Linked DNA regions of Oryctolagus cuniculus: region 1 is linked to region 2. Evidence: chromatin contacts called from public Hi-C data. All regions are on one chromosome and are shown on one strand. The core of a region is the stretch at or near the end of the contact, and the rest is flanking DNA. Distances in the headings are between cores, read along the strand shown. Region 1 holds the start of ERH (ERH mRNA splicing and mitosis factor). Region 2 holds the start of GALNT16 (polypeptide N-acetylgalactosaminyltransferase 16).

Region 1 (5,341 bases), core at 1,267-3,766, 150 kb before region 2:
TTTGTTTTCATCTACTTGAAAGGTGAGGGTGGGGGGTGGAATATCTTCTGCCCACAAGAGCCAGGGCTGGGCCAGGCTGAAGCAGGAGCTTTGAACTCCATCCAGGTCTCCTAGGTGGGTGGCAGGGGCCCAGGCATTTGGGCCATTTTCTGTTGTCTCTCAGGATGCATCAGCAGGGAGCGAGATCAGAAAGAGCCAGGACTCTGATATATGGGATGTGGGCATCCCAATAGTGGCTTAAACCTCTGTGCCACAACCAGGTCCCAGGTACCATGTACCTTTGCCTCAGTGAGCAGAGTGGCTAAGAACTGCTGAGACAGAACCATCAAGATTTTTAAAACAGCTCTAAACGCAGTATACTGCATGAACTTGCTCAGCTCACACGATCTGAGTCTGTTTCCTCATCGAGTATTAAAATGAAGTCAGGTAATGCACATCATAAAAATAAAACGTTATCATTAGATGCTGAGGGGTGCAGCAAAAAAGGAAAACAGAAAAGGAACGGTAACGCCTGCAGCCTCCCTTCCATCTGGCTGCGAACTTCCAGCACTTCGCCCCAGCTACTCCGCCAGTGGGCTGCTTTTCCCTCCTCACCGTCTTCAAGGCCGCCTCGCACCTCACCCCGGTTCCCTGTCCTCGCCTCTCTAGGGCCCTCTGCTCTCCCCTTCCCTCTGAGGGCACTTTCAGGACACGCGTCACTGAGGCAGGACAAACTCACAAGAACCTGCTACTTCTGAATCACCATTTCTCTCCCTACCCTCTCACCGCGGGCACATTCGACAATATCAAGAATCCACGTGCATTCGCACTGAGCAACGCTCTCATCTATCCTCTTCCCCTGCTAATGTGTATTCCACGAATGACAACCAAATTAACCAAAATGTGACAACACATTAACCAAAAATGCATTTCAAAGCAAACAGGGATGAAAACTTCAGAACAGAATTTCAATGCTTTTCTTTAAAAGGAAATGTAACTTAAAAACCACTTGTGTTTTTTCCCCCTTACATTCACAGCGATCTGCGATCTAAAAAAAAAAAAAAAAAAAAAAAAACAGAAAAACAAAATATTTCACTTTCTCAAGAAGAGAAGTCATCACATTGATTTGAACACATATGGACAAACAACATTCTCCATTTATCTTCTCGCTAACAATCTAGAGCCTGATTCCTTGAAACTTCTGGGAATCTTTATAAGCGGTTTCAGAATATCCCAAGATCTTCCGTGGAGTACCCACCCACCCAAGACGAAGAATTCTGGCTCTATCTAAGGTTTGGTTCTATTACTTAAATGCTACCCATCTTTTCTTCCTTGATGGGGCCGCGAGCTCGGAGACGAACCAGGAAGCAGCTCCCCCTTGCCACTGTCACTACCGGCCAGGAGCCATCCTGACAGCGGACACAAAACGTAGAATCTCTTACCTCTGAGAAATTAACAGCCAGGGGAATGATGCCAGCCACGTAACATCCCACCAACATAGCCAGAGAGAGCAAGCTAATGGAGAGGAAATCATCCATTCTGCCCTCGTTCATCCAACCACCACCACCAGACCACAAAATTCCAGTGGCTCCAATGGGTGCTTAGCTTCTTGACACACGTGCCGCGGTTCCAAGAGAACAAGTGCGCTCGCCAGTCCTTGCGACCTCCCCACCTGCGGCTGTGTCCACGAGGCACCTTTCTCTCGCACGTACCTGCCAAGAGCCCCTTTTTGCTGATATTAGCACCAGAGAGAACTTTTCAGCAATCCTGGGCCCCTGCCAATGCCTGTCACTGGGTTCTCGGGGGGTAAAGAGCACTGGGGAAATGGGCGAACGAGCGACTTCTTCGATCTTCGGAATGAGGGTGCACAACGGCACCCCCCCACCCCCCAGACAACGTCCCAGGCGGCAGCAGGAAAGGCAGCACAGTCCAAGCGAACCCGCGCGTCGTGGCGGCGACCCTGGTTTCCCTGAGGCGGGCCCCGCGGGTGATCCGCCCCCCAGGGATGGGACCAGCCCACCAGTCCCAGCAAACTCTCCGCCAAGTCTGGACGAGGGAAATGAGTCCTGTAGGTCTCTAACGAAGAGTCCTAGAGGTTCAGCAGCGAAGCTGACATAAAGCTGTCTCTGCCCTACACCCGGCGCTGCCCATGCTATTCCACTCCGCCGGGCCTTGACTCGGAGTCACGGATACTACAGCTGCCATGGCCGCCAAGTGGCACCTCTTCATTACATCCACTTCCGGATTGCCTCACTGGCCCCGGCTTCAGAAAAGCACTTCCGGGTTACAACCGACCTATGGCCCGGGCTACTTATGCGGCCGCCATTTTTGAGTAGGGCTGGTGAAAAAATGACCGGTGTCCCTGTCTATACCGGCCATCATTCTAGTCGTACTTCTAATAAAAAGGGTACGGGAAATAGAGTCTTGAAAAAGAGCGTTCTTTTTACAGCGCCGAAGCTTTCCCTACGTAGTTCTTCGCCCTTATCCAAGATGGCTGAAGCCGAGTCAGTATCTGCTCTAGCTGCCGGAAGCGTGTGCGTCTCTATGGTACGAAGGTTCTCTTCGCGTCGCGCTCCCGACGATTTCCGGCGGCTCCTCTCGCGGGGATTGGCTGTTGGCGGCGTTGCGGCTAAGCTCGTGTGCGGCGGCGGTGTCGGCAGCGGCTGCAAAGAGAAGAGTTTGGCGCGATGGTGAGAAAGGCCCTTGCGGCTCCCCGAGGCCCCCGTTTTGCAAGCGACCTCAGTCCCGTACATCTCCCCAGCCTCTTGCCCTGACTCTCCCAGCGCGCGCGCTTGCAGCTCCCCGTCCCTGCAGCTCGTGGCTCGACCCTTCCCCTTCCCGCCGCGGGGACGCGGGGCCTGGCTGTAGGCCCCGGAGCCCGGGTCCGCCCTACGGTTGCGCGCCCGCCTGCTGGCTCGAGCGAGGCGTGCCGTGGGTCTGCGGATACGCTCGCTCTCTCTGGCCGCTGGGTGGAGGGAGGCGTGAGGGTGCTGCTCCTTCCCTCCAAGCATGCTGCTGTAGGAACAATGGCCGAGAGACGTCTGACAAACCCCTTCCCGAAACTGACAGAATCGCCGGCTTCCTGGAGCCAGCCTGTGAGCCCAGAGGGGTCGTGTTGGCTCCGAAGGGGGCTTCCTCAGCCGTTCCCTTTTGTTTTCCAGCGCCCTGCCTGCCCCCCACCCCTTATTTTTTACCTCCTTTTTCGCCTTCTCTGAGACTCCTAGGTGCCTCATTGGGCTTCTGCCTCCGCCTTCAGTCTTGTTCTTAGCCCTTCTTAAGTCCCTGGGGACCAGAGGCAGACAAGGTGGGGTCCCGGGCCGGGCCTCCCGACGCCTGTGAGCGGGGCGGCGGGGCGATGGGTGGGCTTTTGTCTCTAGATCAAGAGAGAGGAATCGGGGCTGCCTCCACACGTAGACTTTCCTTTTCTGGTTGCCGCGGGGGTTAGCAAGGAACTTCTCCAGGTGTGCTTTGCTGAGTTGAGCTGCTTCATTGTTTGGCCCAACATGGTCTCCCGAAGAGGACTGAGTTAGACCATCTTTCCGGTTCCATAACCAGCAGTGTGACCTTGGGCAAGTCGTTGGACCTCTGAGTTTCCTTCCCTGGCTTTATGTCACCATGTGGTACTGTGTCCGAATGCTTAGATTGAAACCTGAGAAAGTCCCAGTAACAGGTCCATCCCGCGTCGGATGGATGTGGGCAACAGTTACTTATCGAAGTAGGCTGAGGATCAGAACTTGTAAGTGTCCCTTCCTTCCTTCTGTAGCATTCCACCGACATAGCCAGGGACAGAAGACCAGACTTTGTCCCTCCCTCCCTCCCCTTCCCTGGTAGTTTGGGGGAAAGCATTTGAAGCTAATTGACGTATTGTGGCATTTCAGCAGTAGCAGACTGACCTCTTAGAGTTCATGTTTGGGGGGCGGTTACCCCTTCATCCGAGTGAATCGCTACTGCTTGGTAACCAGAGAATAAGGATTTTATTAAGGAAATGGGTTTTCACAGTCTTCTTATTGTGTAGATAGAAGATCATAGATGTATATGCTATAAACTAGATTTATAAGAGGAAAAGCACTCCCCTGAGAAAGGACCATAGAAAGCAAGGACCAAATCTGTCCAGAAGGGAAAAGAGTGATAAGGCAAATATGTTTGGATTTCTAATAAAACCGAAGTGTTCTAAAAAGAGCTCCCAAGAAGAAAGTGGAAGGGTATAGTGATCCTTAAAGGCTTGGTAACAGGGAAGCACTGCCACTTAAAAATGGCAGCCATCTTGAGTGCAGTTTTTAGAATTTAGGTTTTTAGAATTTAGTCAGGTTCCACTCTTAGTAGTTTTAAATCCTTATCTTTGGGCAGCAGTATTGAAAAGCCCCAGGGGAACCAGCGCTGTGGCACAGTAGGTTAGTCCTCCGGTTCGAGTCCCAACTGCTCCTCTTCCGACCCAGCTCTCTGTTGTGGCCTGGGAAAGCAGAAGATGACCCAAGTCCTTGGACCCCTGCACCCGCGTGGGAGGCCGGGAGGAAGCTCCTGGCTGGTGCAGCTCTGGCCATTGCAGCCATGTGGGGAGTGAACCAGCACCAGGTTCATTTTAAGGCTAGATGTTTTGGCCAGGAAAAATACGGTCTTGCAAAAGAGAAGAAAAAACAAGAGTGCGTTGATTGGGGATTGAGTTTATGGTGGAGTTGCATCACACTAGCATCTAACTAATGAACCTTAGGTGGCAGGTAATTGGGCAGGCTCAGTCTCAGTGGAGAGCGATGCACAGCTGAGGGAGATTCCCCGTCTTCACTCCCGCCTGTAGGGGGCATTTGGCAATGTCTGGGTATATTTTTGGTTGTCACAGCTTTGGCAGGAGGGAGGGTTAGAGTTTGCAGAAGCAGTCATGCAGGACTGGGAGGCTGAGGGACTTAGGAATCCAGTCTCTGATCCACACTTGGGCAGAGACGTAATTACTGTTGGGAGGGGAGGGACTGGGCATTTGTGGCTTAGTGGGGGGATGTCCACATCCCATATCAGAGTGCAGGTTCCCAACTACTCCAACTTCTGTTCCAACTCCCTTGTAATGTACCTGGGGAGCAGCAGGTGATGGCTGAGAGCGCTTGAGTTGCTGCCGGCTGCGTAAGCAGATCTGGATGGAGTTCCTAGCTCCTGGCTGTTGCGGCCACTTAGGGAGTGAGCCAGTGGATAAAAAATTGAGGTTCTCTCTCTATCGACCTTTCAAATAAATAAAACTGTCAGATGAAGACACTGTGTTTTAATATAATGATTATGTCATGAATAAGGATTGTATACGATACTGTGGATTTCTCCAGTAGAAACTTAGACACTTACATTGAAATCACTTCTTCCCTTGCAGTCTCATACCATTTTG
Region 2 (5,315 bases), core at 1,179-3,678:
ACTTAGCAGTCCTGTCTCCTCCACAGCAAGTAAGTTCCTGCTGGGATGAGGATTTCGCTGGCACTCCACGGCCTCCCGCTGCCATCCTTTAAGCCCAACAGTGCCCCCTGTACCACTCCAGGGCTCGCACAGCCAGTGCCTTCCCCACTCATCTCCCATCTGGCAGGGCGCTGGGCGGAGCAGGGCGGAGGTGCAGCAGCAAGCTCAGGACCCAGGGATCTGAAGCAGAGCTTCCTTACCCTCTTCCCTCCCCTCCCCTCCTCCTCCTCCCCTTCCAGCTCGGAGCCTCTCCCCACCTCACACATGGGACAGGACGGGGGATCTGGCCAGCCCTCGGCTCCCCTGCTAGCTCTTGGGTGGCCTCCCTGCCACCACGGCTGGTCCTCTCCAGAGGTAAGCATGGGGGCTGCAGGGCTGGGGTCCAGCTCCGGCCTGTCCAGCAGCTCTCTCATCTCACTCCGGGCTTCCAGCTGCAGCAGGCTTCCCCTGCTCTGTCTCTCTGTGCAAACACCCACGAGTGCTTCGGGAACAGTGTCTCCAGCACGGGGCAGAGGGACTACTCCACCCAACCGGGCTGGCTCCAGAGAGCGGGCCACACGGATCTAGGACAAAACCCACAACCCCCAGAGCCCCTCGAGCTAAGCTCAGAAGTCATAAGGCATCTGGGGCACGAGGAGGCCCTGAGGGCGCGTCCACACGGACCCTCCCCGTATTCTTGCAGGGTACAGCCGCCTGTGGACAAGTACCTCTCGACCTGGCGCCTCCTGAGGAGCCAGTACCGCCCCCGCCCCCGCCCCCGAGCACCGTGTCCTCCTAGTGCCCGTCGGGCCCAGCGGCCACCACTCGGCAGGCCGTCCCGAGGGTCACGCAGAGCTCTCGCCCACCACGCGCAGCGGTCGGCAGATCGCGTCCGCCGGAGCGCGCTCCCAGCGGGTCCCAGAGCCTCCAGCCTCAACAGGTGCCCCTGCTTGGCCACACAGAGCTGTCACCGGGGCGAAGGCGGAGCCAGGGACGCCCCCTGCAGGACGGCTGGGGCTCCGCACGCCCCCGCCGGGGACCCCAGGGCTCCGACGACCCCCGCAGCTCCGCTGAGGCGCCCGGCGGGCCACACCGCCTTTGTTTCCACGGCGGGGCTTAGATGACGCGGGCTGACCTCAAGCTAGGGAATGACCCGGCCGGGGCGCGGACCCATACTGCCCTCTGGTCCGTGCAGGGGGTGAGGGTGGGGGGTGGGGGATCCTAACGTTGGGGTGAGGGGAGCAGACCAGACCTCCCCCTCCCCCCCGACTCAGAGAACACCGCAGGGTGTCAGTGCGGAGAAACCGGTTCAAGTTGACGCGGGCTGAGAACGGGGCGCGAAGGCAGGAGCAACGCCTAGCGACCCTCTCCTCCCCACGCCGCCACCGACGTCCTTTGCCCCCAGGAGGCTGGAGAGGGGGCGCGCACCTCCACCTACGCGCTCGGCTGCGCGCCGCTCCCAACGCCTGCCTGCTGCGCTCAAGGTCCAGGAGACGCCAGCCCGCGCGGCGGAGGAGCCCGCAGCCCCCCAACCCCCGGGCCGGCGGCGCCTTGCGGGGAGAGCCGCCACGTTCCCCGTCGCGCGCGCACGCCGGGCCCACCAAACTTGCAGCACTTTCTCCCAGCCCCCACCCGCTGTCACCCTCCCCTCATCCGCGCACCCCGGTCCCGCCAGCCGGGCCGAGGTTGCCATAACAACGAGCTGGAATGCTCCAACATATACAAAGCCGGCCCGGCGCGGCGGGCACTCAGCCCCCGGCCGGGCCCCGCGCCCTCGGCTGCCGCGCGGGGGCAGGACGCGCGCCGCGGCTCCCCGGCCGGCCGCGCGGCGCACCGGGCGGACTCACAATGAGCGGGATGGTGCGGTCCTCGCGGAGCTGCTCCGGCCTCCCGCCGGCCCTCGGCGCGCCCCGGCCGCCGGAGGATGCTGCGTGGGCTCGGTTGTCCTGCCATAAGTAGTAGAAAGTGCCCAGGATCCAGGCTACGGTCAGGATGGCGATAGCATTGGCGCGGATTTTCCTCATGGTGGGCGGACGGGCGCCCCGGCTGGGGGCCGGGCCGGCTGCTCTCCGGGCCGGGGCGGGGGCGCTCGCAGCCCCAGCTGTTTGTTTGCGCTCGCGCCTGGCTGCTCAGTCCTGCAGAGCAGAAAAAGGAGCGAGGTGGGGGGGGGTGGGGGTGATAGGGAGAGACAGGATCGCCGAGCGATCCTCACGGTCCTAATGCCCTTCAGCCCCGAGCGCGCGCGTCCCCCGGGCGCCCATTCATTCACGCGCACAGCCCGCCCTGCGCTCCAGCCGCTGCCGGCCGCTGCGCACCGGGAGAGGAGCGCGCGGGCCTGCCTCTGGTGCCCGGGGCCCCAGCCGAGACCGACGCCCGCGGCGGAATGGCGACGGGCCAGAGCCAGCCTTGGCTCCCAGCGCCCAGGGCACCGAGAGCCCGGCGGCTGCCCCCGCGCGGCCCTGCTCGGTCCCGCCTACCCAGACTCACCCCGGGACCGAGCGGCCCTGAGTCACCGGCTGGAGATGCGCGACCCCCGGCCTGGGCCCGCCCCGTGGAGCTGCAGTTCCGGGCCGCGCTCTGAACTGCGCTCTGGCGCGGGGTTCAAGGTGTGTGTTTGGCGAGTCCTTGGGAAGGAGCGCCTGGGTGGGGAGGAGAGCCCAGAGTTTGCACTGGAATCCTCCGCAGCCTTCGATTCAGAGCCGCCCGAGGGCCCGCCCCGAGGAGGGCTTGGAAGCTGGTGCACTTGACATTCGGGGAGAGCGCAGGGCATGCGACGGTGCCTCAAAGCTGGCGCAAGGAGAACGGGGGTGCAGCCACCTCACGTCTTTCCCTAGCCTGGCGCTAACAGCTTTCACGATGCTTCCCCCCCCACTCATCATCAGATGATTCTCCCCACGATGCCTGGCTAATGAGTGGACAGAGCCCGGTGTCCAAGCTATCGCCCATCTGACACTTTCCAACGAAGTGCAGAACGCGGTGGGAAGAGACCAGGACCCAGACGCCGCTGAGTTTGCGCCCCGTTAAGAATCGGCTGGGAACTACTCCGGATCCGGGCAGAAGGCACGGTGGGCTGGACTCCTCACCGGCACAGGGCTGGGCACAGAGCAACAGATGTGAAATAAGCAGGAAGTCGGCGGGGTGGGGGGAGAATATTGCAAGGTGGTCTTTTGGGAGGCTTCTCAGAGAAAGTGGATAAATCCTTTGACTAAATCCCCAAGGGGCAGGGAAGGGGGAGGGGAGGGGTTAGGGTGCGGGCTGCAGCAGTCATGGGAGCAGAGGTCCAGGACATGGAACTGCTGGATGAGCTCTGAGAGAGGGCTGTCCGGCACTGCACGGGAGCCAGGATGCTGGAAGGGTTTGGTGGGAGTTGGCATTGGCTGTTGGGGGCCCCTCTGGACTCAGGAGGGCCTCGAATGCCAGGGGCAGAGGTGGCAGCAGAGTTGCTTCCTGCTCGGACTGGTGGACACTGCATCTGAAGACACAGATAGGGTCCCGTCTCCACATGAAGCCGCTTTAGGCACTGATTCCCTCTCCCTCCTCCGCCCCCATCCTTACACTAGGGGCACACAAGTGAAATCAGACAGTGTTTTCCGTTTTTTTCAGCACCAGGACTGAGCATGCCTGTAATGGATGTTCCCTGTACATTTCAGGTGAAGGGAAGACAACTCGGCATTTTGATGCCGGAAGCCGGGTCACAGCTGCAACTATGATTCCCCTCTCATCACAAGGATGCCTAAGTGCACCCGAAGTGGCCCAGCCAGCAATGTGGACCTCCAAAGACAGGATGTGGAAAAGGGGGTCCTGCAGAGGGCCTAGCAAGGCAGCTGAGGGCCGGCATCGTGACAACATATCCTGTGACCATGTAGCGTCCCCTTTCCACAGATGGTGAGACCGATGCCTGTGGGGGTCCCCAGCCATCCAGGAGAGCAGCCGCACCAGAGGTTCGTTTGGCTCATGGTTCTGGAGGCCGGGACACCTCAGAGCATGGCGCCTACATGGCGCCTACATCTTCATGCCTTCTGGTGAGGGTGTTTTCTTTCTCTCTTTTTTTTTTTTCTTTTTTTAAAGATTTGTTATTTGAAAGACTTCCACAGAGAGATCTTCTATCCACTGGTTCACTCCCCAGATGGCCACAATGGCTGGGGCTGGGCCAGGCCCGAAGCCAGGAGCTTCATCCAGGACTCCCACATGGGTGTCAGGGGCCATCCTCCCCTGCTTTCCCAGGCCATAGCAGGGAGCTGGATGGGAAGTAGGGCAGCTGGAACTTGAACCAGCACCCATATGGGATGCCACCATCGCAGGCAGTGGCTTTATCCGCTACGCCACAGCGCCGGCCCCAAGGGCCCTCTTGCTGCATTGTAGCAGGGCAGGTGCGCTAGGCTCAGGTCTCTCTTCCTCTTTGTATAAAGTCACTGATGCCATCATGCCCCCCACCCTCCCTGTCCTCATCTAATCCCAACCACCTCCACATACCATTAACTTAGGACTTTGAGGGACAGGAACAAAATTCTAATGCATGAACTTTGGGGACACATTCAGAGCCTCGCGTGGGGGCTGCCCCATGGAGAGAGGACGAGAAAGGAGGGAAGGAATGACCCCGATTCTGGTGAGCAACTGCAGGAGCCACCGTGTTACACGGATTGTGCAACAGGCCAGCTGCTGCACTTGGGGAAGGGAGGACCGCAGGGGCTGTGAGCTACTGAGCGAGGTGTCCGATACTTGCACTAGGAACAAGGAATTCATGCATAGGAGAAAGGCAGAAAGCTGCGGACCAGCAAGAGCAGTCCCAGAGGCAGAGCTCTGTCTAAGGCCTCCCCGTTCCCACAGCCTCTGCAGAGCCGAGGTCGTCAGAGCAGACCAGATGGCCCACCAAGACGCCAGGCCCGGGCCTGCCACGTGCCTGTCAGAGGAAATGAATGAATGGATGGCTGTGCAGGGTGGCAGGCTGCTGCCGCTCCCCATTCTGTCCCATGAAAATGCCACGCGGCAAGTCCAGTGCCTGTTTGCCCATTGGCTGGGTATTTCCGGGCCCTTCTTTGTCCTTCCTTCTTGGACACTTACCACACCAGGCGCTCCTAGGTCCTAGGGATACAAAATGAACAGGATCTGGCCCCAGCTTCTGAGGAGCCCAGTAGTTGACAACAGGGAAATAAACATAAAAACAGGATGATGTGATAGGGGTCTACAGAGAGAGCACCTTCACAGACCAGAAGTCACTTGAGAGCTGATCCTTAAGGTGTTAAAGAGTGGGCTCCCTGGGAAGAGGGGCAAACAAAACCTGCTCCAATGCGTACCTG

The links. A called contact is a pair of places that touch in the nucleus more often than the background predicts.
Region 1: a contact with region 2 is called in a Hi-C map of skin fibroblasts, with 2.0 times the contacts expected there. The contact joins the promoter of ERH here to the promoter of GALNT16 in region 2. A contact is called at or near these places in 4 of 6 Hi-C or Micro-C datasets (ear pinna, psoas muscle, skin fibroblasts and 1 more).

What each region holds. Positions count from the first base shown.
Region 1 is chr20:15,279,325-15,284,665 of mOryCun1.1, reverse strand. ERH (ERH mRNA splicing and mitosis factor) reads left to right here and starts at 2,516. Exons shown (of 4, transcript XM_002721665.5): 1 at 2,516-2,669; 2 at 5,327-5,341. The coding sequence starts at 2,667. SLC39A9 (solute carrier family 39 member 9) reads right to left here and starts at 2,239. Exons shown (of 7, transcript XM_002721664.5): 1 at 1,422-2,239. The coding sequence starts at 1,532.
Region 2 is chr20:15,133,849-15,139,163 of mOryCun1.1, reverse strand. It overlaps GALNT16 (polypeptide N-acetylgalactosaminyltransferase 16), which reads right to left and starts at 2,428. Exons shown (of 15, transcript XM_051826331.2): 1 at 1,866-2,428. The coding sequence starts at 2,042.